4 separate regions of the Rattus norvegicus genome follow, and regions 2, 3 and 4 are each linked to region 1. The links are chromatin contacts, called in public Hi-C maps. All regions are on one chromosome and are shown on one strand. Each heading gives the region's core, a stretch centred on a gene start, on an enhancer-like site or on the middle of the called end of the contact. The rest is flanking DNA. Distances are from core to core; before and after follow the strand shown. Region 1 holds the start of Nr4a3 (nuclear receptor subfamily 4, group A, member 3). Region 2 overlaps LOC120102871 (a long non-coding RNA gene). Region 3 has its middle 23 kb from the start of Sec61b. Region 4 holds the start of Sec61b (SEC61 translocon subunit beta).

The links. A called contact is a pair of places that touch in the nucleus more often than the background predicts.
Region 2: a Hi-C map of the A7r5 cell line shows a contact between it and region 1, with 3 times the contacts expected there. The contact joins the enhancer-like site here to the promoter of Nr4a3 in region 1. A contact is called at or near these places in 3 of 12 Hi-C or Micro-C datasets (the A7r5 cell line, frontal cortex and mammary epithelial cells) and 1 of 1 datasets of contacts at active chromatin or transcription factors (oligodendrocytes).
Region 3: a contact with region 1 is called in a Hi-C map of psoas muscle, with 4 times the contacts expected there. The contact joins the enhancer-like site here to the promoter of Nr4a3 in region 1. A contact is called at or near these places in 1 of 12 Hi-C or Micro-C datasets (psoas muscle) and 1 of 1 datasets of contacts at active chromatin or transcription factors (oligodendrocytes).
Region 4: a contact with region 1 is called in a Hi-C map of liver, with 3 times the contacts expected there. The contact joins the promoter of Sec61b here to the promoter of Nr4a3 in region 1. A contact is called at or near these places in 1 of 12 Hi-C or Micro-C datasets (liver) and 1 of 1 datasets of contacts at active chromatin or transcription factors (oligodendrocytes).

The regions. Positions count from the first base shown.
Region 1 is chr5:67,155,305-67,161,221 of GRCr8, reverse strand. Nr4a3 (nuclear receptor subfamily 4, group A, member 3) reads right to left here and starts at 4,024. Exons shown (of 8, transcript NM_031628.2): 1 at 3,502-4,024; 2 at 98-277. LOC134478966 (a long non-coding RNA gene) reads left to right here and starts at 4,076. Exons shown (of 2, transcript XR_010051797.1): 1 at 4,076-5,917.
Region 2 is chr5:66,529,891-66,535,807 of GRCr8, reverse strand. LOC120102871 (a long non-coding RNA gene) reads right to left here. Exons shown (of 3, transcript XR_005504751.2): 1 at 3,389-5,917; 2 at 2,762-2,866; 3 at 1-2,601. Among named protein-coding and RNA genes, the nearest start is that of Alg2, 36 kb to the left of the region's middle. Within about 2 kb of position 1,762, at least 10 of the 93 cell types and tissues checked have an H3K27ac peak or open chromatin away from gene starts, as enhancers often do. A contact at or near this core is called in the A7r5 cell line, where this site is marked.
Region 3 is chr5:66,589,477-66,595,548 of GRCr8, reverse strand. No RefSeq gene overlaps it. Among named protein-coding and RNA genes, the nearest start is that of Sec61b, 23 kb to the right of the region's middle. Within about 2 kb of position 2,003, at least 13 of the 93 cell types and tissues checked have an H3K27ac peak or open chromatin away from gene starts, as enhancers often do.
Region 4 is chr5:66,566,630-66,572,534 of GRCr8, reverse strand. Sec61b (SEC61 translocon subunit beta) reads right to left here and starts at 3,351. Exons shown (of 4, transcript NM_001106654.2): 1 at 3,247-3,351; 2 at 3,016-3,113. The coding sequence starts at 3,249. It overlaps Alg2 (ALG2, alpha-1,3/1,6-mannosyltransferase), which reads left to right and starts at 3,648. Exons shown (of 2, transcript NM_001100710.1): 1 at 3,648-4,060; 2 at 5,596-5,905. The coding sequence starts at 3,713.

The DNA of each region.
Region 1 (5,917 bases), core at 2,775-5,274:
ACATGTTGGTACTGGGCAGGTTGACCAGACTGCCCGCTGGTTGTTGGTTTCTCCACCCATTTCCCTTGCTCCGGAGGAATAAGGGCTTCGGACCTACCTGGAGGGTATCTTGCGCGCTGAATGGTGGGGCTGGGGGTCTCTCCAGCGGAGGCTGAGAGTGTAGGAGGCGGGGACGTCGGGATAGGCGAAGCAGCCGCCGCCGCTGTGCTGGCCCGCTCTGTTGAGGGTCCAGGCTCAGCGCCCGGGCTTGTCGGGCTGCGCTCTCCCGCAGTGGGCTCTGCAGGCACCGAGAAAGGGGACAGAGATTGTGGTAAGACTAGGCTGGGTCATCTTTCCCAGGGCTGGGTGAGTGGGGTGGGGGTGGGGGACCTGGAGAAACGCTAGATAATTACAAAGAATGTCATAAGGTTAAGTGAAAGCGCTTAGGGCTCACGGAGTCCTGGGCAAGAAGCACCACATCGTCGTAGGAAGCTAAGGGGAGGTTGCCGGCACCCACTGAGCTCACAGCCCTTTCTTTTATGATACATGATGCTAAAATCCCTGCATGGTCGTCGCTAAGAAATTGATCTTTTCTACACCCACTGTTGGTTTCCAGCTTGCGAAGTCAGGAAGACCGAAGTAAGGGAGACACTTAAGGAACGAATAGAGCCCGAATTGGGGATTGTGGTAGTGTCAGTGAGTATGCTGAAGAAAATAGCCATTTTTCAACTCCGACGGCCCCCACTCCTCAAACACAAATTTTACACGCCGCGTAGGAAATGCACAAGGTCCGGAACGAATGCATGAATGCCCGGAGGAATTAAGAAAGTCTGTGCTTTTCATTCTAAATGCTAATGGAGCTTCCCTTCTATTAGTCGCGAGTTTCGAGGGCCAAGGGTCAAGCAAACAAAAGGGCACAGAGGAAAGGCCTAAGCTGGGAGCCTCGCGCTCCGGCAGACAGCTTTGGCTGTGGCTGCGACGGATCAAGGGAGGTCCCCTGCCCTCAGCGGGCGGTGTCCCCGAGGGTGGGCGGCCTCAAGGCTCCAGGCCACCGGGTGGCTCAGAGGTGGTACATTCCGGAGAGCGCCCAGAGCGGCTCCCGGGCGAAAGTCCCGGTGCACAACCTAGTGAAACTTTGTAGTTGGAAGCGCAGCTTGACTGGCAGGGAGGAGGGCTCTAGCTGCCCCTAACTCCGGCTTATAGCGCCCCCTTTGTTCGGGGTGGGCACAGCTCAAAGGTTAGAAATGCGCCCCCTCCCCCCTCGTGGGGAACCCAACCCCCAAACTAACCAAAAGATCTCTGGTGAAAGCTGGACCCAAGGGTGGGGTAAGTTTCATCTCCTGCCACTCCCGCGCCCAGAGTTTGCTTGTAGAGAGAAAGAGGCTCGGGTTCCCCAGGTCTAGGAAATTCTCGATGGCCAGGAAATGGGGGATTCCCTTGCCATCCCCAACCCGAGGTACTCCGACGGAAACCTTGCGCTCGCTGAAGCGTTGGCACGAGTGGATCTTTCCACAGCTGTAGCATGTGCTTCTCGTCCTCCCCCTCTCGCATCTTCAAGGGGGGGGTCTTCCAGCAACCCCACCCCCAATTCTACTGGGTTTCCTATCCCGACTGTCTCTCGGAGCCTTTCAAGAGTAGTCTTTCTTTCAGGGGCAGCCTCTGAACTCTGGTGGGCGGGGGTCGCGCCTCCCCAGGAAAGGGGTTCCTCTCAGAGGTCGGCACCCCGCCCATCGTACAGCCCAGCCCAGAGCCCCATCGCTCTCTCCGCCCCCCGCCCCGATGGTCCGGTTACCTAGGTAAAGCCTCTGCGCCTGGAAACACGTTCTGTCGCTCAGGCTCGTGGCCGCTGGGGCCGGGAGTACAGAGCCTCGGGGTTGTAAATTAGGAAGAAATAACTACCTCTGTCAAAGCCCCTTTCTTTCTCCGGGGCAGACGAAGGGAACACCCCCGTGTTCCTCTCCCCGTGGTGAAGTGTGTGGAGGAAACCGTGAAACACACCATTGTGACCCGGGCTCCTCCGCGGAGTTTCCAATGGGGAGCGGGGGCGGAGGTTGGGCGGGGGCAAGAGAGGTGGAGAAGAGACCGGCAGAAAGGGAAAGACAGAGATTCTCAGAAAGACCGAGGGAGCTGAGACAAACCCCGGGGGAGAATTTCTGTGAGCCAGCGCTGGGTCCAGGATTGGGGGGGGGGGGCTGGGGGCGCCTGTGGAGGGAGTGGTGGCCCGGGCAGTCTTTGGCGTTCACGTTAATGCGTATCTTGCTGCGTTAAAACAACTCCAATAAAGTAATTTCATTCATTGTATTCAGTATGCGCGTTGGGCAGCTTTTCTTTCTCTAACTTGGTTCTGTGAGAAACATTTCCCGATTGTTGGGAAAGGAGCTCCGGAATTGGAATAGCGAAGGAATGGCTGAACCGAACCCTGTAACCTCTCTCCCAGCACTCCAAGGCCCAAGGATAAGCAGCTCGAGAGTACTGATGACCACACTCCCCGCGGCTCTTCCCTCGGGAGAACCCGGGCACATAAACAAAAGGCCACCTCCAAGAACGTTCTTGGAAATCAAGGGACCAATGATCATGAGCTCCCTCCTGACTGCCGGAAGCCTCCAACAGGTTCGAGAAAGTGCCTTTGAAAGCCAGTCTCCGCAGACTGAGCTCTGCCTCTCAGCTCTCTTTTTCATCGAGAACTTTCCTCCTTACCAAGAATAAAAACACTCGGAGCAACTTCTCCGAAAGCGCATTGAAAAGTAGTAACACAAGCCTTTCCCACACCAGTCAAGGCCCGGAGAAGAGGGACGCCGTCCCCACGCGTGTCGGGGCGCGAGAGTCGGCAATTACACCCGATTACCTCCGTGGGGAAAAGTGTAAACCAGCAAGTCGGCGACGCCTGGCAGACGTGCCTAGTGGAGCCCCGGGCTCATTTCAATACAATAAGCCGCATTCCTACAATTACACCCTCTTTGCTGAGCTCCTCCAGCGCCTCTGCAAACTCTGGCCGCTGCTGCCCAGGCAGTGTCCCTCCTAGGCTTTCTCCCAGACAACCAGCTTCATTTCACCATTAGACACATTAACTCGGACCCACCAGAGTCCCTATTTTCAATCCCACTTAAAAGGCAGGAAAATTACTGCCGTTCATCACCGGGGCTCCAACTCTCTGCCGCAGCCGCCGCCGCCGCCGCCGCCGCCGCCGCCGAGAGCATCATTACCATGACAACTAGAGCCGAAATACCCTGAATTACAACGCTGGAGCAGCTATAGCACAAATCCAGGTCCTCCTCTTTGTTAGAGGCTTTTCGCCTCTTTGGGTGGGGAGAAGAATCTCACAAGCTCCAGAGTCCCCGAGGGCCAGCTACAGGGGAAAAGTTTCAGATTGGAGCCCACCGCTCGCCTGGGGAGCAAAGCCTGAGAGGGGAGGCGGCGGGGGGGGGGAGCCCCACATTAAAAGTTGTCAATTTCAGGAGCGACACTTCCCAGCGCGCCAACTTTTAAGCAAGTCCCCATATTAACTGGGCATATTGTACGTACTTGGGTTCTGTGGAGGTTCCGTCTTTAGAGCGAGTTTCTAGAGAGCGACCCCGAAATCTGGATTGGGGGAGAGTCACAGCTGCTGTCCCGGAAGGGCTGCGGTGCACAAACCCAGCGGCTCCCAGAGGCGGTGAGCAGCGGCTGGCTGGGGATGCTGCGATCCCAACTCATGGGAGAGCGCCGCCGAGAGGTTCCGCAGGCGTCCAGTCTCCGGCTGCGACCAGGGGCTAGGATGTCGCCACGTTTCCCACCTCCACGGCCACTGCCCGCTCTGTCAGCGTTGCAAAGTGAGCCCTGGAGGGGCGTCCGGCTGCGGCGCGGCGCGGCGCGGCGCGACACCGGCGAGGGCGCCGAGAGAGAGGGGTGTGAGCGCGCGGGAGAGAGTGGAGTGTGTGTGCGGAGCGTGTGAGCGCGCGTGTGTCTGTGTGTGCAAGTGAAGGAGCGGGTGTGAGCGTGTCTGTGTATGGGGAGCGGAGGAGGAGCAGGCGCTGGAGGGGTGGGGGGCGGGAGGCAGGAGACTCGGCTCTCCCGGCTGCGCGTTCGCTCGCTCTCTCGGCACGTCATTTATGCCACAGGAGCCCTAGCGGCCTCTCCATAGAGTGCCTGGAATGCGAGACGTCAATGTGACGCCATGGGACGCTACGTCACCCTCCTCCTCCCTCCCCTGGCCCAGCCGGTTCCGCGTGTGCGAGGGTGTGTGTGTGTGTGTGTGTGTGTGTGTGTGTGTGTGTGTGTGTGTGTGTGTGTTCGCGCGCGCGCTCACGCGCGTTCCCCGGCCATTCTCAGGGACGCACAATGGAAACCGCGGGGAGCTGCGGACCACAGCCCTGAGGCTTCTCAGATTCGCGCCGCCAACCCCTCTGCACCGGAGCTGCTTGCCAGGGCGCCGGTCTACCGGAGGGTGCCGCAGCCCGCCCGCGGGTCAGGCGGGACCGCCCAGCTGTCAGGCTCCGGGTGGAGTAGAGTTGGAGGAGTGCTGCTGGCTCGCCTCCGAGGCTGCCCCGAGGCACCTAGCCAGGTCGAGGGGGTAAGAGAGAGGACAGCTCTTCCGAAAGGGAAGGCTACGCCAGCCAGCTTCTCCGAGTGACCTGGCAGTCACTGCTGAAGGAGTCTGGCACCAGCCCGAAGACTCCCTGAGGTGCAGCTGTGCTTTCCTCATGCAGTGGTTCTAAGGCTGTTTACGTCTCTCTGGCCCTTTGCGCCTAGGCTAATTTGCCTCTTCCTCCTGTCTGCTGTTGGTGTTTCGCCCTAGGATGCAGACCGCTCCAGGGACAAGATTTTATTTCTTTACACTTATGGTGTGGTGTTCTTTACTGGACACTTTATAATCCAAAGAAATGCACATCGAGCCACGCGCGCGCTGCACGAGAAACTATATATAAAACAAACACACCACACGTGTTGAACAGCTGAGTGAGTCTGACTGTTAAACAGATCCTCTACTCCTCCCCTGCACCGGGTCACACTTGGAACTCGCACTTTCACTTTTTTTGAGGGTCGTAGACGCCTCCCCTTCCATCTCTCAAATGAAATATTTCAAAATCAATCAACAGGATTCATTAAGCGGTCTCTAGGGGATCTTTCCTATGGCCCATTTGTCTTCCAAGTATGCAGAAAGTCTGGGCGACTGTATAAGGGACAGCGATTTCTTCCTGGAAATGAATTTAGGATGTCACTTTCTTGCTGAAAACAAAGCAAACCAGACAAACAAAACCAAAACATGTTCGAGTTTGGAACTCTTAGTTCCAAAGGTGGCTACTAAGTGAAAGTAACCTCTCTCAGAAATGATTGTTTTACGAAGGAAATGTTTGAATGAAACAACTCAGACAGACGCGGTCTCTGGTGGTCTGCTAGAATCCCAAGTGGCATTTTTTTTTTTTTTGACTTGAGCCTGTGGGTGGCAAAGTTGGGGGAAGAGGATCCCCTAGTCATAGCACATGCCCCAGAATCGAAGAAGGTTCGAACTGGGACCAGAAACTCGAAAACAAAACAACACGTGCATAGTGTGCCTCTCTAAGTCTACGCCTCCACTTTCACTTTAGCAGGCTGGTGTGCTTAAGACCGTGAGAGGACGCTCGGAAAGTTGTCCCAGCCCAGAGGAACCGAGCCCCCTGGCTGCGGGTGCGTTCCCATCCTAGCCCAGAAAGAAGGAGGGCGCTCCTACATTGAATCCATTCAAAGGCTGGGGGTTGGGGGAGCAGGACCTGGAGCCGCGCGGCGCTGACGCACGCGAGGCGCGTGATTGACGCAGGCGATGTTACTAAATTGGGCGGTTGGCCGGGCCCAGGCGGCGGCGCGCGCGGCAGATAGCGGAGTAGGTTCCCCTCGGTCACCCCCTCCCGTCTCCATTCAGCGCGGCACGGCGTGGGGCGGGGCGGGGTGGGACGCGCGCGTCCGCGCCGGGATCCGGCGAACC
Region 2 (5,917 bases), core at 513-3,012, 620 kb after region 1:
CATGACCAGGAAGCACAAGGAAAGGTTGCAGAGCCCAGTGGCCTGCATCTCTCACCGGGCTCCAGCTCCTAAAGGTTCCACCATCTCCCGATAGCACCACACTAGGAACCGAGCTTTCAACACATGGACCTTTGGGGCATTCAAAATTCAAATAATAATAATCCAGCCATATAGAGGCTAATGGTAAATGGGGTGAGAGGCATGGCTCAGTAAAGCTACTAGAATAAGGAAGATTTGATTTAGTCAGAATTTTATAACTGGTCCTGCCCCTGTTCTGTGCTTGAACCCTTTCCATTCTAGTAACCAAGACAGCAACACCTGACAAAGTGTCTTACACATAACCAGGGCACCCGGAAAACATGGGAGAAAGAACCGTGAGTTCTACTGCTTGAAGGAGGCTCAGCGTGTCCATCAAAGTGACACTAGGCATCTCATTACTTGTCCTGTGAATCAGGGAAGTCTCTGAAAGCAGGGCTTAGATCGTGGTCCCTTGTACCCTTCACTAGGTTACCAAGAAGGTCACTTCTCGGTGCCCAGTTCTATCTATAAATTGAAGGTGATAGTATGACTCCATGTCTCAAGATATCTATGAAGGCGATTACAGTCTTGTGAGTACATAGCACTTAGCCAAGAGCCTGGCACAGGCTTTGAAGCCAGTACACGCTGCTCTAAGGACCCTGATGCCAGTCAAGCTTTGTCCACAGGCAGAAAGCAGCCATGATGCCTCTTAGAAAGAGCATGGCAGGAACCCACTTTACTCTAGAAAGGCACCAGGGCAGGTTGCTAATGCCAGAACTGTGGGGGGAGAGGAGGCGACTGTGCCTTGATGTGAGTGCAGCAGCAAAGGCGGGGGACTCATGCACATGTGGGAAGCAGGGGCGGGGGGGGGGGGGTGAGAGTCCTGGACAGAGCAGGGAGAGAATCACAGGCCCACCAGGGACAGAATGGGGGTGAGCCCCAGACACAACAGTTTCACTCTCCAACCGACCGATGCTTCCTGAATGCCACACGTAAGGATGGAGACAACAGGTCGAACTGTTGACTTACAGACAAGACCATGGCCCTTCTTGGCTTGGTTTGTTTTGGAGAAGAGGACTATGCTGAGAACATAGCTCAGCAGGGGAGGACTCAGTGAGCATGTGCAAGGCCCTGGCTTCTATCCCCAGCAGCCTGGAGAGACAGAGATATGTGTGTGTGTGTGTGTGTGTGTGTGTGTGTGTGTGTGTGTGTGTGAGAGAGAGAGAGAGAGAGAGAGAGAGAGAAACATACATACATACAGACAGACAGATTCTGAATATGATTGATTCTGTTCATCTATATTAAGGAAGGTTTAAATGTGTGGTTAATGAGTATTCCCCTAGACACAGTAAGAGAAAATAAAGACATGAAAATTTGCGTCGTTTTATGGTCTTAGATGACTCCTTCCTTTGTCAAGACACTTAGGTGCTTCTCACTTCGTCTGTCTCATTTTAGCCTCATGATCTCTAGGGGTAGGGGTGGGGGAGTCCAACGGCAAGCAATACCATCCCATTTCATACATGAAGGCCCTAAGGCTGAGAGCATCAGACCAGGCATCTGAATCCAGTTCAGTCCTCATAAACCGAGCACCTGACCACCAAACAAGCTATTCCTACACGTCAGAGGAAGGCTTGAAAGACTCTGAAGATAAGAAGGTCTCAGCAACCCTCCACCATCACCTTCCAGCCCTCACCAGTGTAGGGTTGAGCTGGTTCTGGGAACCAGCGATGTGTGTGCAGCTTTCGCCCTCTTGTGGCTGATATGCAAAGTGCTCGACGGAGGAAGAACAAAGGCTGCTAGCGTCCTTCCCTCCCCCGGGGCCCAGGAATGGGGGTTGGGGGTCCTGGACTTGGCTCTAGCGGCACGATGGACTAATGAGCTGTACATCTGCTCAGGAGGCAGCTGTTGAGTACCTGACGGAAGGGTCGAGCCTGAAGGAATGAAATGAAAATTTGATTTATGTCACTTGCTCTGGCAAGCTTTGGGGAAATGACCAGCCAGCAGCGCTGCCCCAGCACTCATGAGGGGTGAAGGGTGAGCGTGTGTCTCTCTGTCGCTCCACCTCACCCTTCAGCTGTCAACGAAGTCCTCCGTGGGGAACTGACTCTTATGCCCCTCCTTCAGGCAGCTGACTTGCCCCGCTCTTGCGGGAGATGGGGGCCTCTGGTTCATCTCTGCTATGTCTGAATGAATGGGTCTCATTACACTTTACTTGTTTGGATATACAAGCAAGTGTCCTCGGCTCTGGGCATCAGCCAGCTCCAAGTAGTTCAAGTAGTAAGCAAAGGGGTCAAAGGGTGTGTCAGCTGAGAGGACGGCCACGCCCACTACATTTTCAGACCAGCGTCCATCTCCGGGAGGATCAGGTTCCTTTGAGAAAGGTGGCTCTGTAAGCGCCAGGTCTCCTGGTACTGTGTTGCAGGTGTATGGATGAGGCCACGGGTGGGCGGGGCACTGACTCCAGAGCTTGCTTCTCCACCTGCCGGTCCAATTTCCTCCTCTCCCAGAAGTATTATGGGAAACACCAATAACATGTCTTCTCTAGGGCTGGGCTTCCTAGAGAATCAGCCCTAGGGAAGCTCCCTGGCAAAGGGCACATCTAGATACAGACACAGCAATACAAGACAGTGGTCCCCAGCCAGCGACAGAGTCAGTCTGCCTGAGTGGGGACACTCACTGCTGCCATCCTCACTCCCCACCCCCACTCCCCCACCCCCACTCCCCACCCCCGTCCCTTAGGCACCTCACATATACTTTCTCCGTATTTCATACTGCCCTATAGAAAGAGGGGCTTCATCTAGCAGCCGATGGAAGCAGATGCAAACATCAAATGGAGCTCTGGGAGGTCCTGTGGAGAAGAGTAGGGGATAGGGTTAAGCTAGCCGGAAGTGGTTAAGGACACCATAACTAACCTGGGCCTGTGGGGGGTTCACAGAGACTGAACCACCAACTAAAGAACATGCATGGGTTGGTGCTCATCAGCGTTTCTTCTTTCTCTCCCCCTCTTCCCTAGATCTCCTACACAATTGTAGCGAATGGGCAGCTTGGTCTTCCTGTGGGTCTCCTAACCACTGGGCTGTCTCTGACTCTGTTGCCTGCCATTGGATCCCCTTCCTCTACCCGGACTGCCCAGTTCCACCTCAGAGAAGGTGTGCTCAGTTGGGACTGGATGTCCCAGGGTGGGGTGGTACCCAATGGGGCTTTACTTTCTCCAAGGAGAAAATGAGGGAGTAATGGGGGGGGATTTACAAGGGAGAGACTGGGAGGAGTGGAGTGGAGGGGTTCGATCAGGGCGTAAAGTGAATAAATAAATTAATGAAAATTAATTTAAAAAAGAAAGAAAAGACAAGGTAACACCCTGCTGGCCCACCTGGTAGAATGGAGTGCCCGGCATAATTAGATTCTGGCCTTCACGGAGGAAAACCTGGGAAGTATGCTCCAGTCTCTGTAAACCATTTAGGAGGTGGGAGATATTTGAGACAGTCTCACTCTGTGACTTAGACCAACTGGAACTCTCAGCGGTCCTCCTGCCTCAGTTTCCCTAGTGCTAGAATTTCAGATTCGAGTCACCACACCTGGCCAAAGCTGCTTCTTTGCTCACATTCTTCCCATAAATTTCCTCTCCCCGAGGTCATCAAACCATTTAGGAAAGGAAAAACATGTCTTCAGACTAATTTTTTTCCTTGAGTGTTTATATTGAATGAGTGAACTAATTAATAAATTGGAATTCTGCATAGATTCCTGTTACTGAAGCAACAGTCCACCATTGAAACGTGCATGATCTCTCCACCGTCCAGGCAGAGCTGGTGATGAGCGAGGGAGTCATTCATCCCCCGAGACCCAGAAGACCTTCCTGCCAAACCAAGGCCATTTAATATTTCCATTAATGGCTTGAAGGATGGAAGGGAGACCCAGCTAATCACATTTCTGCAAGCGCTGAGGCTGGAAGGGATCTTTGCCACTTCGGAGGCCCAGATTAAAATGGGAACCCAACTTGACGAATTGCAGAGATGGCCCTAAATCAATAAACTGAGCGGCAATAAAGATAAATACCAGCTGTGTGAGCGGGGCTAGGGAAATGCTCAGCGAGTGGTGAGGAGAGAGATGAGTTTTGAGGGGGGCCAGGAGGAAGAGCCTGGGTAGAAATTGATTGAGTCATCGTGGTATTGGTAAGGTAGAGGCTGGGCTCTGCCACCCACTGGACCCCAAACTTTAGGGAGATAAAAAGTGACTCAGAGAGCTTCGCAACATGCGAACGTCAGAGCTTGGCCTGAGACGGTGACTCAGCGATTCTGGATCCAGGAGGAGAAGATTCTGGCGTAGGTGGACCATGCAGGATGCTTTTGGGAAAGCAAGATGGCGGAAAGCATTTGACTCCATCACGGTCTCGCATGGTTTCCTCCCTGCGATGCCTACCCTCAGGGATTCTCCGAGTTACAGCATTGCATAAGCTCGGAGATATCTCTTTAGAGGAAAATGAATTCACAAGGCAAGAGAGCATAGTACTGAGCCCAAACTTTGCTGAGATTGAATCAACTTCGTGAGCTTCATCCATCCAGAGTTCCCCAACTATTTTGAGCTGGAAGCCTCCTCCCACGCCCCACTCCCACCCTTTCCTGCTGTGTTCTGCGTGTCTGTCCGACCTCAAAGGCTGCTGAACTCCTTTCAGCGCCCTTGGCCCTGGGCTCTTTCATTTATTCGCACAGGATCACTTAAGGTTCCCACTCTTGTTTCCCACAATCCCCCGCGAAGAAATTGTTGGGCTGAGGAAAGCATGTTAAACCTAGCGCTCGATCTTAGCTTCAAGTATCAAGCCTATGACCCTGGCCCAGAGGGAAGAGGGCTTTTATTTTACTCATCCAAACCCTCACAGGGGAACAGAACATCCTTCTTTTTAACCTTAGCATCCAGGAGGCTTTAGAGCACTTACACTTAAGCAGGTGAGCCACTTTTAGTGTGGATCACTCTCCCCTCAGCTCCAAATATCCTTCCCTTTATTTGGTTTCTGATGTAGGTAGAGTTCATTCAGTCTTCTTTATAGGTGGGCCTATTAAGTAGACTGTCCCAGTGCTCAGCAAGGGCATATCTGGCACATCTAGCCGTCTGCGCCACCAACCCGGTGCACCGACCGCAATGTTTTGCCAAGAGATGCTCAATAAAAATATGAACCACGATTTTAAGACAGAGATGTATCTCCGCTCAGTCCCCCACCACATCTGGATTTCTGACATTTCTTGAAAATCTGAAAGCTGTGGGCCACCATGTTGAGAAAGCTGGACTAGGGCTGTCTCTCAGAGATGAACCGGCTCTTCGCTTCTGCAGGTCTCAGCGCTCTGCTCCCTGGTGTTCCCTTCCCTGCCCACCCACACCCTCACTAAATCAGCTTCTTTTATACCCAGGAGCCCCTGATTTGCATAATGCCTAGCCGGATAAAGCAGGGTTCCCACTCAGTCATGGGGCATATTGGAGCCCCAGCCTTTGCCTTGCTGGAGTGGGGATTTGCCTCCTGCTGATTGAATGAATGAATGATTGATGAATGAATGAATGAATGAATAAATAAATAAACAGATGAATATATACTATGAACAAATTAAATATGAACAGTACAAATTGTGCTGCTTCTTTAGGAGGTTGGAGCAGGAAGCGAAGCTGAGGTTCCCATCAAGGTTGAGAGGACTCCCGCTCTCTGATAGTCGGCCTATCCTTTGCAAAACAGCTCCCAGATGGCCTCTCCCCTTGGTCATAGAACCACGCTCCTAAAAGCAGAGGAGGCTACTTTCCATACACTTACCTGAGGCCTTCCCATCCTGTGGCCAAACTAACCAGATGGTGCTCGATGCTGCCATTGACTGCATGACTCAGGGATCAGATCCCTAAATGTGATTATAGCAAAATTCAT
Region 3 (6,072 bases), core at 754-3,253, 560 kb after region 1:
CTCTCACACTACAGAACCAGTGCGTGGAGTCATGTGGCCCAAGAGAACTGCAGGAAGAAGTGACGGTCCAACGGGGCTTTGTGGGAGACAGAATCCAGGCCAAAGCACTGAGGTCAGAAGCACCGAGGAGAACTAGTTAAGTATAGAGTCTACCTCCATCATCCTAGTTAAGCAACTAGGAAAAGGTCTGGGCCCAACCTGATTGACTTGGTTTGTGTTCTATTTGGTTAGAGCTTTTGACCTGAGGGTATTTGTTTTATGCTGAGACAAGGCCACACTATATAACCTAAACTGGGCTAGGACTCTTTTTGTTTGGCTTGCTTCCTTCCTTTCTTTCTCTCTTTCTTTCCTTCTTTCTTTCTTTCTTTCCTGCTTGTGTGGTTTTTTTGTTTGTTTGGTTGGTTTGGTTTGGTTTGTTTTGGGTTGGGTGTTTGGTTTTTTGTTTTTTGTTTTGTTTGTTTGTTTGTTTGTTTGTTTTTTGTTTTGTTTTTTGTCTATTTTTAAGCCAGAGTCTCATATAGCCCAGGGTAGCCCTCTAACTTGCTATATAGTAGAGGATAACCTTAAAGTGCTGGGCTTACAGATGTGGGCCACCATACCCGGAGGGATGGATGAATGGGCTGGGAAGGGAGGTTACCTGTAGCCACATCCATTTCTATGTGTATCTTCCCCTCCCAGGCTTCAGACCAGACTTACTGTCAGAGTCTCCTGCTTTATTTATTTGGGTACCACTTTAAAGTAATCCCCCAAATTGATTTCATTGGTCTCTAGTAGATTGCAAGCTATCGTTTGAAAAATGTCAAACCTAGTATGATTCTTACGGCCCCCTTCAACAAAAGAAGAAAGAAATGGTAGAGATCTGAAAGTGTGGGCTGTGTTGGGGGTAGAGGGTACCCCACTGTGGCCAGAGGACAAGCAGTGTAGGGAGTGGGAGGAAGAGCAGAGAGAGCATTTTAGGAAGGGCCTGTGGCTGCCCTAAAACTGAATGACACTCTGGGTTCAATCACCAGCACCCATGAACTGGATGGTATGGCTCACGCCTGAGACCCTGACACCCAGCAAAGGGGGCAGGGGGACGGGATAACAGGAGAGTTAGAAGTATGTGGTCATTCTCTAGTATGCACGCATTCGAAGCCAGTAGAGATACTGTCTCAAAAGTGTGAAACACCCACACATGACCACTACAGCTCTGTTAAGACAGCCCGGAATCAGGAAGAGCCCACCGTCCTTCAGTGAACACACGGAGCCATTTGATGTCGTAATCTGTGTAGTGCGCTGCTGCTGTATGCTAGGGGGTGTAACACCAATACATGCTCCAACATGAACCTCAGAAACAGGCTCAGTAGATACCGTACACCCACGCGAACCTACATATGAAAGATCTGAAATCTGCCTGCTAGAAACAGTCTGTGGCCCAAGGCTGGGGATGAAGCAGCCTGGTGGCCAGAGTGCAGGCTCTCCCAGGGTGTGCTTATGGCTGAAATGCAGAAAACCATTGCGTTGTTCAGTGTAAACCACGGCTTAGTGACTCATGGTATGGGAACTACACGTCTATAAAGCGATAGCAATGAAAACAAGGACATAACAGTGGCTCTCAGAGACGAGCAGGGACAGCACAGAGACCAGCTCCTCTGACTGTCCTTGTGGCCCAGGAGGAGGCATTCAAGGCCAGGCGTGGTATAGATTTATGAGAGGGGTGGCTGCCTGTGCATCAGCCAGTCATGGGCAGGGCAGAATGATTCCAGGAAGGCTCTGGCACACGAAGGTGGCCCCTGACAGCCATGTCAGTGGTGCCAGGATAGAGGTTCTCACCCAAGCACTGGAATCAAAATGCACCAGCTTCCAGCCAAACCATCCACGTGCCTGGGATGCTATGTGAACCCCAGGTAGCCAGAGGGCTCACAATCAGCAGGTGGTGGTGACAGTCAGTCAAAGAATCCAGCCTGTTGGCCGGCAGCCTCCGCATAGCATAATGGAGACTCACGCTCACATGAGGCTTCTGGAATCTCTGCGGACAATCCCGAGGTCTGTGGGAAATAAATCATGTCTGTACTGTGAAGGTAATCCCAGCTAGGCCCAGTACCAGCACACGATCCTGCCTGACTTTCACTTGAGGACAAGTACTGCCTGGAAGTCCTCTCTGTCCAGCACCCCCCTTGTCTGCAGATCTCTCCACGGAAGAGGGGAGTATGAAGGACGCCATTGTTAGGTTTTATAGATGGTTGGGGTGGTGTGTCCTTATAGGTTCCCACGCTGGAGGTTGGGTTGCGTCCTCCTTGCTTGCCTCTAAGTTGTTTTTCTTCTCGGCTCTTCTGAATGAACCCATTTGTGAGACATGGGGTGGGGGTGGCAGAGTTTAATTCCCAAAGGGAAATCAAGAATCCTACCCAAACACTTTATACTTCTGAGGGAAACTGAGGCCTGAAGAGAGAGGAAGACTTTCTCAGGACGGGCAGAGCTGACAAAGCAAACAGTTCTTTGGTCAGTACAAACCTCTTTCCAGAGACCCCGCCGCCATCTCTGCAAGTTAAGGACTTTTCTACTAGAAACTTGAAAAGTAGATGCCAGCTCAGCCAAGAACATGGGGAAAGGGGGAATCGCGGAACCTAGGAGAAAGTTCCATGACCCATGCTTCTCCTATATAACAATGTGTCCCTAGAAATTGAGGTAATGAGACCCAACTTTTTAAGTAATAAAGTCACAGAGCATATTCTCTGAACCCCTTCGCCTTGAGCTCAGGCAGGGAAACAAGACCCCAGAGGACAGAAGGCCGATGAAGGTCACAGAGGCGAGACGAGCGTAGAACCAGAGTCGAGGCCTTAGGAGTCAGGGCCAGCCGGCTCCATGACACTGGGTCAGCCTGTCAGCAATCCCTGTCTCAGGGCTCATGGCCAGCCATGAAGTGACTTGTCTCAGCTTTCCCTGCGGAGTCAGCTGCCCCTTCAGCCCTCTCGGTGCCAGGCTGAGGCTGCATTCTTCCCTAGCCAGGGCTGGGAATGGGACTGCCTTCTGATGCCACTGAAGCTGCCTCATTTCTGTGCTGGGGCCCTGGAGCAGCTGGCCCCAGGATGTGAGGCAAGCCCAGCTCTGAGTCAGCCCTGGCTCGTCCGTGATGATCACCTGCCCTCCAGGAAGCTTGGGTTTTACTGCCCCCTTACCAGGTACCACAGGAGGACATGCTGAACTCTACTGTGGCTTGAGGACATGGTCAGGCTGCCCTGGGCAGACAGTGGGGAAGAGAACCTGAGAACCATCCTGGCAGCGTCCCTCTCCTGAGGGCGACTTCAGGACACAGCAAGGAGGCAGGGGTCCCAGCATCCTGCTCACATGTGAGGTAGAACAGACTGTCCTGGCCTCTGAACCACCAGTTTCAGACCAGCCAGTGAGGCTCTGAGAACTCAGACCAGTTTAGCATGTGCAGGCTCTGAGGGACAGACTTCTCTCTCCCCCATAGCCAGAATCAAGGGTACAGGAGGTTAACTCCCTGACTGTGACAAGATCTCTGTGAGTCAGAGTCCCCAAATTACAGTCCAAGCTCCACATGGCACAGGGCAGAAAGTAAGTGCCCAGAGAGTGGCTGAGGCCACACAGGCCCCTAGAACCAGGGTAGATCTGAGTTTCGTCAAGTGACTTCCTCAAATGCTTTCAGAGCAGAGAGGGACAGCCTTGCCCAGGCCCTAGAAGGGTCATGGACGGCTGTGCCATCAGCACCTCAGTACTCTGAACAACCCAGCAAGCTAAGTCAATCACCATCAAGACCACGCATGAGAATGAACACAGGCATATCCACAGACCCCCACCGGCCACACCATGTTCTCATGTCCCTTTACGTCATCAAGACGTCCAGTGGACAGTAGAACCAGCTATCTCCAGAGAACCCAGAATGGAAAAGAAGGGGGCTGCTGCCTATGTCATACTGAGCCAGTGGCTCACCACCGTGACCTCTGGTCAACAGAGGCCTGACCCTCCGACTCACGGGAAGGTCCTCATGGCACAGAAGAGAGGCTCAGTCACACCCACAAAAGAGGTCATAACCCCTGCCAGGACAGCCACGAAAATAGAGCTTATGAGGACAATGGATACAGAGAAGAGAGCCCTGGCCAGCGGCCCCCATCCCCCACCAGCTTCATTTGGAGGAACAGCTCAGCCTCTTCTCATCTTGTCATTGAGAAAGAACGTAGAGCCAAGGGTCTCAGTATGTCCACCCACCCATGCTGTGGGGCTTGAAACTCCTGACCACCCTTCACGGGATATGCTGAGGGTCAGAGGAGGAGGACTCGAGGGGAACAGAGTCCTAGACTGGAAGAGGATGAAGAATGTGGTTTCCAGCTGCCGAGGAGGGGTGGGGTTGGAGAGAGGAGGGAACAGGGAGGTGAGAAAGCACAACTGGAATGTCAATGTCACTCAATGCCCTTCTGGGACTGGGTGTCCCTGTGGACCACGGTCACAGGCAAGGCCATGGAAGAGCACACAAAGGCAAATAGGGAGTTGCACAAGGAGCCCGCAAGAACTGGGAAGCTGCCTTCCAGACAGCCTCGGTACATACACAGCCTGTGTCCACCTCTGCAGTCACCACCTAGTGCTACAGAGAGGGACGCAAGCCACTTGTCTTGGAGAGCCACCACTGAAGAGAGGAGGGTTGCCTCAGACTCAGCTGCTAAGAGAGAATCAAAGTGGGAGCCGCACAGCGCACCAGTTGCCACGTGTCCCAACATCACACACAGCCGGCAGCCTGACAAACCTTGGCCTTTGTGCTATCTTTTCTGAGGCAGGCATAACCCTGGTTTCCATCAATTGCAGGCAGAAAATCCTGCCACTTCTGTGTGTACCTGGCATAGGTTGTATCTGAGTCACATACACAGGGGACAGGAGAACCCCAGCTGTGACTTACGAAAAGTCTTACAAGACTTACAACTGTGGGCACCTGTCCCTGTATGCAGATTAGCTTGCCCCTGTATGACATGAAGGCATTTAGACATTGAAGTCCCTAGGATGGTCCCCAAACCAAGGAGGGCGAAAAAATAGAAGCATCCTGTACTATTTAGTCATCAGACAAGCAGCACACCATACACACACACACACACACACACACACACACAATGACACACTCATAGTCATATGTACATACTCGTACATGTACACACACACATGCACATGCACACAAACATACACACATACACACTCAAACACACACAGGCACACACATACATAAACACACACATGCACACACACAATGACACACTCATAGTCAGTCATATATACATACTCATACATGTACACACACATACACACGCACACAAACACACACACATACATACACGTACATAAGCACACACACACATATACACACATACACACATACAAACACGTACACAAGTACACACATACACACGTGCACACACACAATGACACACTCATAGTCATAGTCATATATACATACTCATACATGTACACACACATTTTCATGTACATGCCCAATGGTCACACATACTCACACATGCACACACTCATAAACACACAGCCACATTCACATATACACACTCATACATGCATACATGCACACATTCCTATGCACATGCCCAATGGGGGGCTCGCTCTCGAGTTCTCTCTCTCTCTCTCTCTCTCTCTCTCTCTCTCTCTCTCTCTCTCTCCATGAACACACACACACCCCTAGCGCTCTCTCTTTCCCCTCCACCCCTTTTTCTCTTTCCCTCCCCCTTTCTCAGAACACACACTCCTTCAACTTGAGCAGATGACCTTAAGCACTCATCACAGTACCAAGCACTCACCTGTGTTATGGTTACACGGGTTACAGCACGTTTCCTCACAGCTGGCCTTCCGTTCTCACCATAGTCTGAGGGTCAGTAACTGGGGGAATGAAAGACAGCTACAACCTCTGCTTTCTAAGGACAGTCACAAAAGGTGAACCTCTAGACTGGTGATGAGGACAAAGGTGAGAGCCAGTATCTTCTCCAGCTTCCTCCCTTCAGCAACCTGACAGTCTCTTGGTTTTAATAGAAAAATTAATCCCTCTCACACCAAAGCAGTTCCAGGGCGGCAGCAGACACCTCT
Region 4 (5,905 bases), core at 2,102-4,601, 590 kb after region 1:
TGTCACTTGCTCCCTTGCACTCACAGGTCTCTATTCATGAGCCACTCACCCTATCCAAACCAACCACCCTCACTCTTTCCTCGGCCCAGCTTCCTTAATTTATTGGCTTCATCACTTGAAACCCCATGACCTATTTATTTGCCCTGGTTACCCATGGCCTCCCCAATGGGAAGAAGTTCACAGGAAGCAAACAAGCCCTAGCTACCTTTTTTACAAGAACATTCTCCAAGGTAAAGCAAGGCTCGTCCTGGCAGACCTTTAGTTATTATTCCATAACTGTCTTAATATCCTTAATTGTTCCACCATCTTAAACGTCTAATTTCCACCCTTTCTGCAGGAACACCATGTAGCGGGCAGTTCACAGTATGTGTCTCTAGGATGTCCTCAATCATTCTCATCCTTGTGGCAGCTTCCTTTTCCACTGTATTGTGCAGAGCCAGGGCTCTAACCCCAGCTTAATCGTAAATCCCACACATTCCTTCTCTGAGGCCCTATTACTGCTGTCACTTCATTCAGAGAGGGGTAGAAATTGCACGCTACGCAGCCGAAGTATCACTAACCATAGCTTCAACGCTTCTCAACGAATGGACATAGTTTTAGATAGACACAGCGATCACAACTACCTCACATCGCTAACCATAGCTTCAACGCTTCTCAACGAATGCACATAGTCTTAGATAGACGCAGCGATCACAACTACCTCACCATCCTACATTTCTAGAATGAATTTTGTACAGTTTGCGTATATAGCCACACACTCACTAGCACATGTGAATGAGTTCTGTACACGCCATACATATAACCACTGGCTGTCTAGTTTTACAGGCTCTACAATACCAGAACCTAAAAGATGTCATCCTTATCCAGAACCTTCAAAGTTACATCTGTCACCTCACTTGTGCACTGGTTGCCTCATTTTTAATTATTATCCTTTGATAGTTTCGTAATTAGGTACTCTCTGGTTCCCTAAGAACTCTCAGACGGCCAAACTTCCCTCTTAATTCCTCTTGAACAAAAACCAATCCCCAAAGAACTATACCTACACGAGTATCCCCCCCCCAAAAAAAAAACCTCTGAAATCCCAGCTAGCAACGAGAAGCACCTCCATAATCTAAACCACAGCTCAACATCCTTTGCTTGAATATCTTAATGACAGAACATTCATGGTCACTCGGGGTCACCTTACCACTTCTGACAGTTCTATTACAACTTCCTTCTCCAAGCTGCAATCTGTTGCACATGTTCAAACCACCTACTTTAGACTTTCAGATTTTCCTGCCGTAGTCAACAAGGAAAGTCCCTCCCATCCTCTTTCCTTGTTGTTTGTGTTGTGTTTTGTGGGTCGTGCTAGGGACCAAGCCCTGCAGGCAAGCTCTCTCTTACTGAGCTACCTACCCACTATATCCTCAAGCCTTCCTCCTCACATTCTTAAGGTTAGTTTGAGAGTACTCCTTGGTGTTTTCAAGGTCCACTCCTCTCTACCAAAACCCTTACTAGTTGTTGTACAAACACAACAATACAGTTGATTGATTGCCTCGGTCAACGTTTATTGTAGCACCATTTAAGATGGGGGCTGGAAAAGAGGACTTGGGTAGATGCTCTGTGAAAGCAGAGGAGATGAACATGTAGATATAAATACTTGTATACTGTCTCAATAAGGGTTTTCCATTGCCGTGAACAGACACCATGACCAAGGCAACTCTTAGAAAGAACAACATTTAATTGAGGGTCAGAGGTTCAGTCCGGTATCATCAAGGTGGGAGCGTGGCAGCATCCAGGCAGGCATGGTGCAGGCAGAGCTGAGAGTCCTACATCTCCATCTGAAGGCTGCTAGTGGAAGACTGACTTCCAGGTAGCTAGGATGAGGGTCTTATAGCCCATGCCCACTGTGACACACCTACTCTAACAAGGCCATATCTCCTAATCCTGCCATTCCCTGGGTCAAGCATATACAAACCATCAAAAATACTACTACAACTATAATCCTAGCACAGGAGAGGTGAAGGCAGGTTGTGTGAGACTGTCTAAAAGGAAATTAGGTAACTAAATAAATAGTTGAGAAGAGTCCAGACATGATGATGATGGTGAGCTCAGAAAACTGTAGTGAGTTCAGAATTGCTAGCTCACAGGAGGGAGAAAGGAGAAGCCTGGGGTCCCTCTGAAGGCACCACAAGAAACTTACAGAGAACCTAAGTGAAAAAAGTTAACAACAGGCTGGAGGATGGGAAGTGGGGGAAATACAAAGTAGAAGAAGTTAAGGGATAAGTTAGATGGACAGAAATGGAGGAAGCAAAGTAGTGTGGTCTTCCTGTGAGGTCTGGCATATGACTGGATGGAGAAGGCACACCAAATATGACTGGATGGAGAAGGCACAAAAAAAAAAAAAAGTAGTGACATTTAAAAATAAGGAGACACTGAGGCTGGACAAATGGCTTGGAGGTTAAGATGGCTTGGAGGTTAAGAATACTTGTTGCTCCTGAAGAGAACCACAAATCGGTCCCCAGTACTTATTTGGTGGCTCACAATCATTCATTAACTGCAGTTCCAGGTGACTTCGAGGGCACCAGGCCAGAACGTGATGCACACACACATACATGCATGCAACACCCACACATATACAAAATAGATTTAAAAAGAAAGACACACAGCTGGGATGGGGAACCAGGATGACAGGCCGTCGTGTAAGGCAAATTTTGTTAAACAGTGTCTGTGGGACCTCCCGTCGGAAGACAGAAAAGTAAAGCCTCACACACATCAGCCATATGCCAACGCTTTTCCTAAAGTTGTTCCTGATCCCAGTCTAACTTAACTTACCTTTAACTAAAAGTGGCCCGTGCAGAGATGATTAAGGAGAGGAAAACCATGTCTCTCTCCTAAACTAACTGGATGGCCACGTCAGCTCGGGCTCACCCGGACCCTATGAATCTTCCCATCCTGGAGCTCTTTCCAGCAATGCAAATTCCTGGGTCCCTCGCCTCTCCCAGGCATAACGGGGCCGCCCACCGAGCCACTTACCTCTGCCGGACAGTGGATCCCGCCGCCCGTGCGGCCACTGCTTTGCTAGGAGAACGCCCAGAGGAGCCCACGTTGGTGGCACTAGGCGTTGGACCCGGCTGCAGAGAGAAGCAGACCAACAGTGAACATCGCGGGTCCTTTCCACACCTCCGATCCCACACCCACCCAAGAAGCTGGGAAGAGCAATGAGGTCCCGGAATGAGAGAGACCAAGACAGGGGTTAGTGCGCACCATGCTGATGTCTAAGAACAGTAGGCACAAGAGATATGAAGATGGTAGTCGGGAAGTTGCGGAGCACTCAGAAGACTCCTAGGGACAGGCTCTGGCACCGCCCCCGGCCGGCTGGCAGGGTCTTCGCAGACGCTAGGATGTTTGGGCTGACCTAAGATATGCCTGTAAAAATTATGCTGAGAACGACTGGGCCGTGTAAAAGTATAGACCTTTCGCTTCTTTTATTTAATTTATTTAGCGTCTTTCATATGGTCGAAAATCACCAAATTGAAAGCTTTGGACATGTTCACACGAAAAATTAAATCAGGCATTTTCTTAGAGTCCACAGATTTATCGCTGATGTGTCCTAAACTGACGCAAGCGTAGTTGCGCTGGGTCGGCTTTCAGTAGTCAGCGGGAGACCGGGGCGGAGCTTGTAGGAGCTAGCAGAAGCTCGAGCGGAGAGCGCAGGCGCGGCTGATCTACCATGGCCGAAAACCTGTACCGAACCCGGTCCCGGGTTTACAGCCCATCCGTGCTGTTTCTGCACCCAGATATGGGTATAGGCGGTGCCGAGCGCCTAGTGCTGGACGCGGCGCTGGCGCTGCAGGAGTACGGCTGTCAGGTGAAGATATGGACCGCGCACTACGACCCAAACCACTGTTTCATTGAGACCCGCGAGCTCTCGGTGCAGTGCGCAGGGGACTGGCTGCCTCGCAGCCTGGGCTGGGGCGGCCGCGGCGCCGCCATCTGCTCCTACGTGCGCATGGTCTTTCTGGCGCTCTACGTGCTGTTTCTCTCCGGCGAGGAGTTCGACGTGGTGGTGTGCGACCAGGTGAGGCCGCCACTAATTCTTGGTTGGGAGTGGTACCTCCATTCTAGGTTTTTAGGAGCTGTCCAGCAGGAGTCCCCAGGGAGAGAACGGTCACCAGTTTTAGTATGGACCCTTTAAAATGGCAGATCGCAGGGACATCTCTCCCCCGCCCCCTTCCTTTCGTTGAAGATCCTTGAGATAGGGCTCACTTGCCTGCATTTTAAAGGTTTAGCCTGGGGATTAAATTGATTGGATCCAGGTAGTTGTTGGCATTAAAATGTCGCCTTCCGGTCACACCTTGTAGCTGACTCTGTTTACTCTTCTCCGTTATTCCTATTGTCTCTGCTTCCAGGTCGCGTCCATCCCACCCTCTCCAGCCTTCCTAATGCCGCCATTCCGGTACTTAGCAGTGCCGTGGATTAAAGTCAAGCTAAACGTATCATGTCCCCTTTAAAACTTTACCATGGTCCCCATCGGTCTTTGGAGAAAAGTCCAGTTATTTTATCTGATCAAGTGTCTGAGCTTACATATGGAAGCCATAGGTCAATGTCAGGTATCAATGTCTCAGCTAATCTGCACCTGAACATTGGAGTCAGGCTCTCTCACTGAACCTGGAACTGAAAGATTGAGCTAGATTTTGGGACAGGTATTCACTGCCATACCTTGTATTCCTGGGGTCAACGCCTCAGCCCCGCCTTTATTTTTCTTTTAATTGAGAAATAACATTCACTCTGGAGTCAAAGTTCAAATAGGAAGTATAATGTAAAAATTCCCTGTTCCCAGCCTTGGGAGAGCCACTGTCAACAGCGTCTTCTGCATCCTCCCAGAAATGATGTGTGGCCATGGTAGAATTCGTATCTGTTTCCTGCTACATCTTACTTGTACGTAATTGGGATTCGGTGTACCTGGAGTTGGAAACTTTGCTTTTGTTCTGCAAAAATTTGAGACATCTTATTAATATTCAAGATCCCTATCAGTCTCTTGAGGGGCTGAAAAGTCCCCTTTATTGAAATATCCTGTAGTTATTCTTCCCTAAAAAACAACCAGGTTTGAGGGGTGTGTGTGTGTGTGTGTGTGTGTGTGTGTGTGTGTGTGTGTGTTCCTAGGTGTGACACTAGGTGTGATATCTTCACACTACATTTATCTCACTTCTTACATAGTCCTCTGAGGAAACTCCTGAGGGGCGGGGAAGACTGCTGTGGGTCATGGAGTAGCTCACTGTAAATGTCAGTTTTCCGGACTTTAGTTCCAAGGGTGTCACTTTGTTCTGCCACAGTCTACTCGGCTACCCAGTGCTCTTATCCACAATGGATGCTGCTGTGCTCTAACCAAGCAGACAGATGAACATAGCCACAGTTGCTCCAGGGATGCTTTAATTATGATCCTGAGCTGCACTGAACCACCCTGAGGAAGCTGTATGGTCATGGTTAATGTAGGTATTTACCCAGATCCTATGGGTTCAGTAATGCCAGGCAGCTAGGCAAGAACAGGAAAAGGATTGTGTCCTGGGCGGTTGAGGCGACCAGTCACTCACCTGCTTGTTTCACCTTGGTTAGGTGTCTGCCTGCATCCCTGTGTTCAAACTGGCCAGACGGCGGAAGAGGGTCCTCTTTTACTGTCACTTCCCAGATCTGCTGCTTACTCAGAGAAATTCATCTCTGAAGAAGTTCTACAGGGCCCCCATCGACTGGATCGAGGAGTACACCACGGGCATGGCAGATCGCATCTTGGTCAACAGCCAGTACACAGCTTCCGTCTTTAAGGAAACCTTCAAGACCCTGTCTCACAGAAATCCCGATGTGCTCTACCCATCTCTGAACATCGGCAGCTTCGACTTGGCCGTTCCTGAAAAGATAGATGACCTAG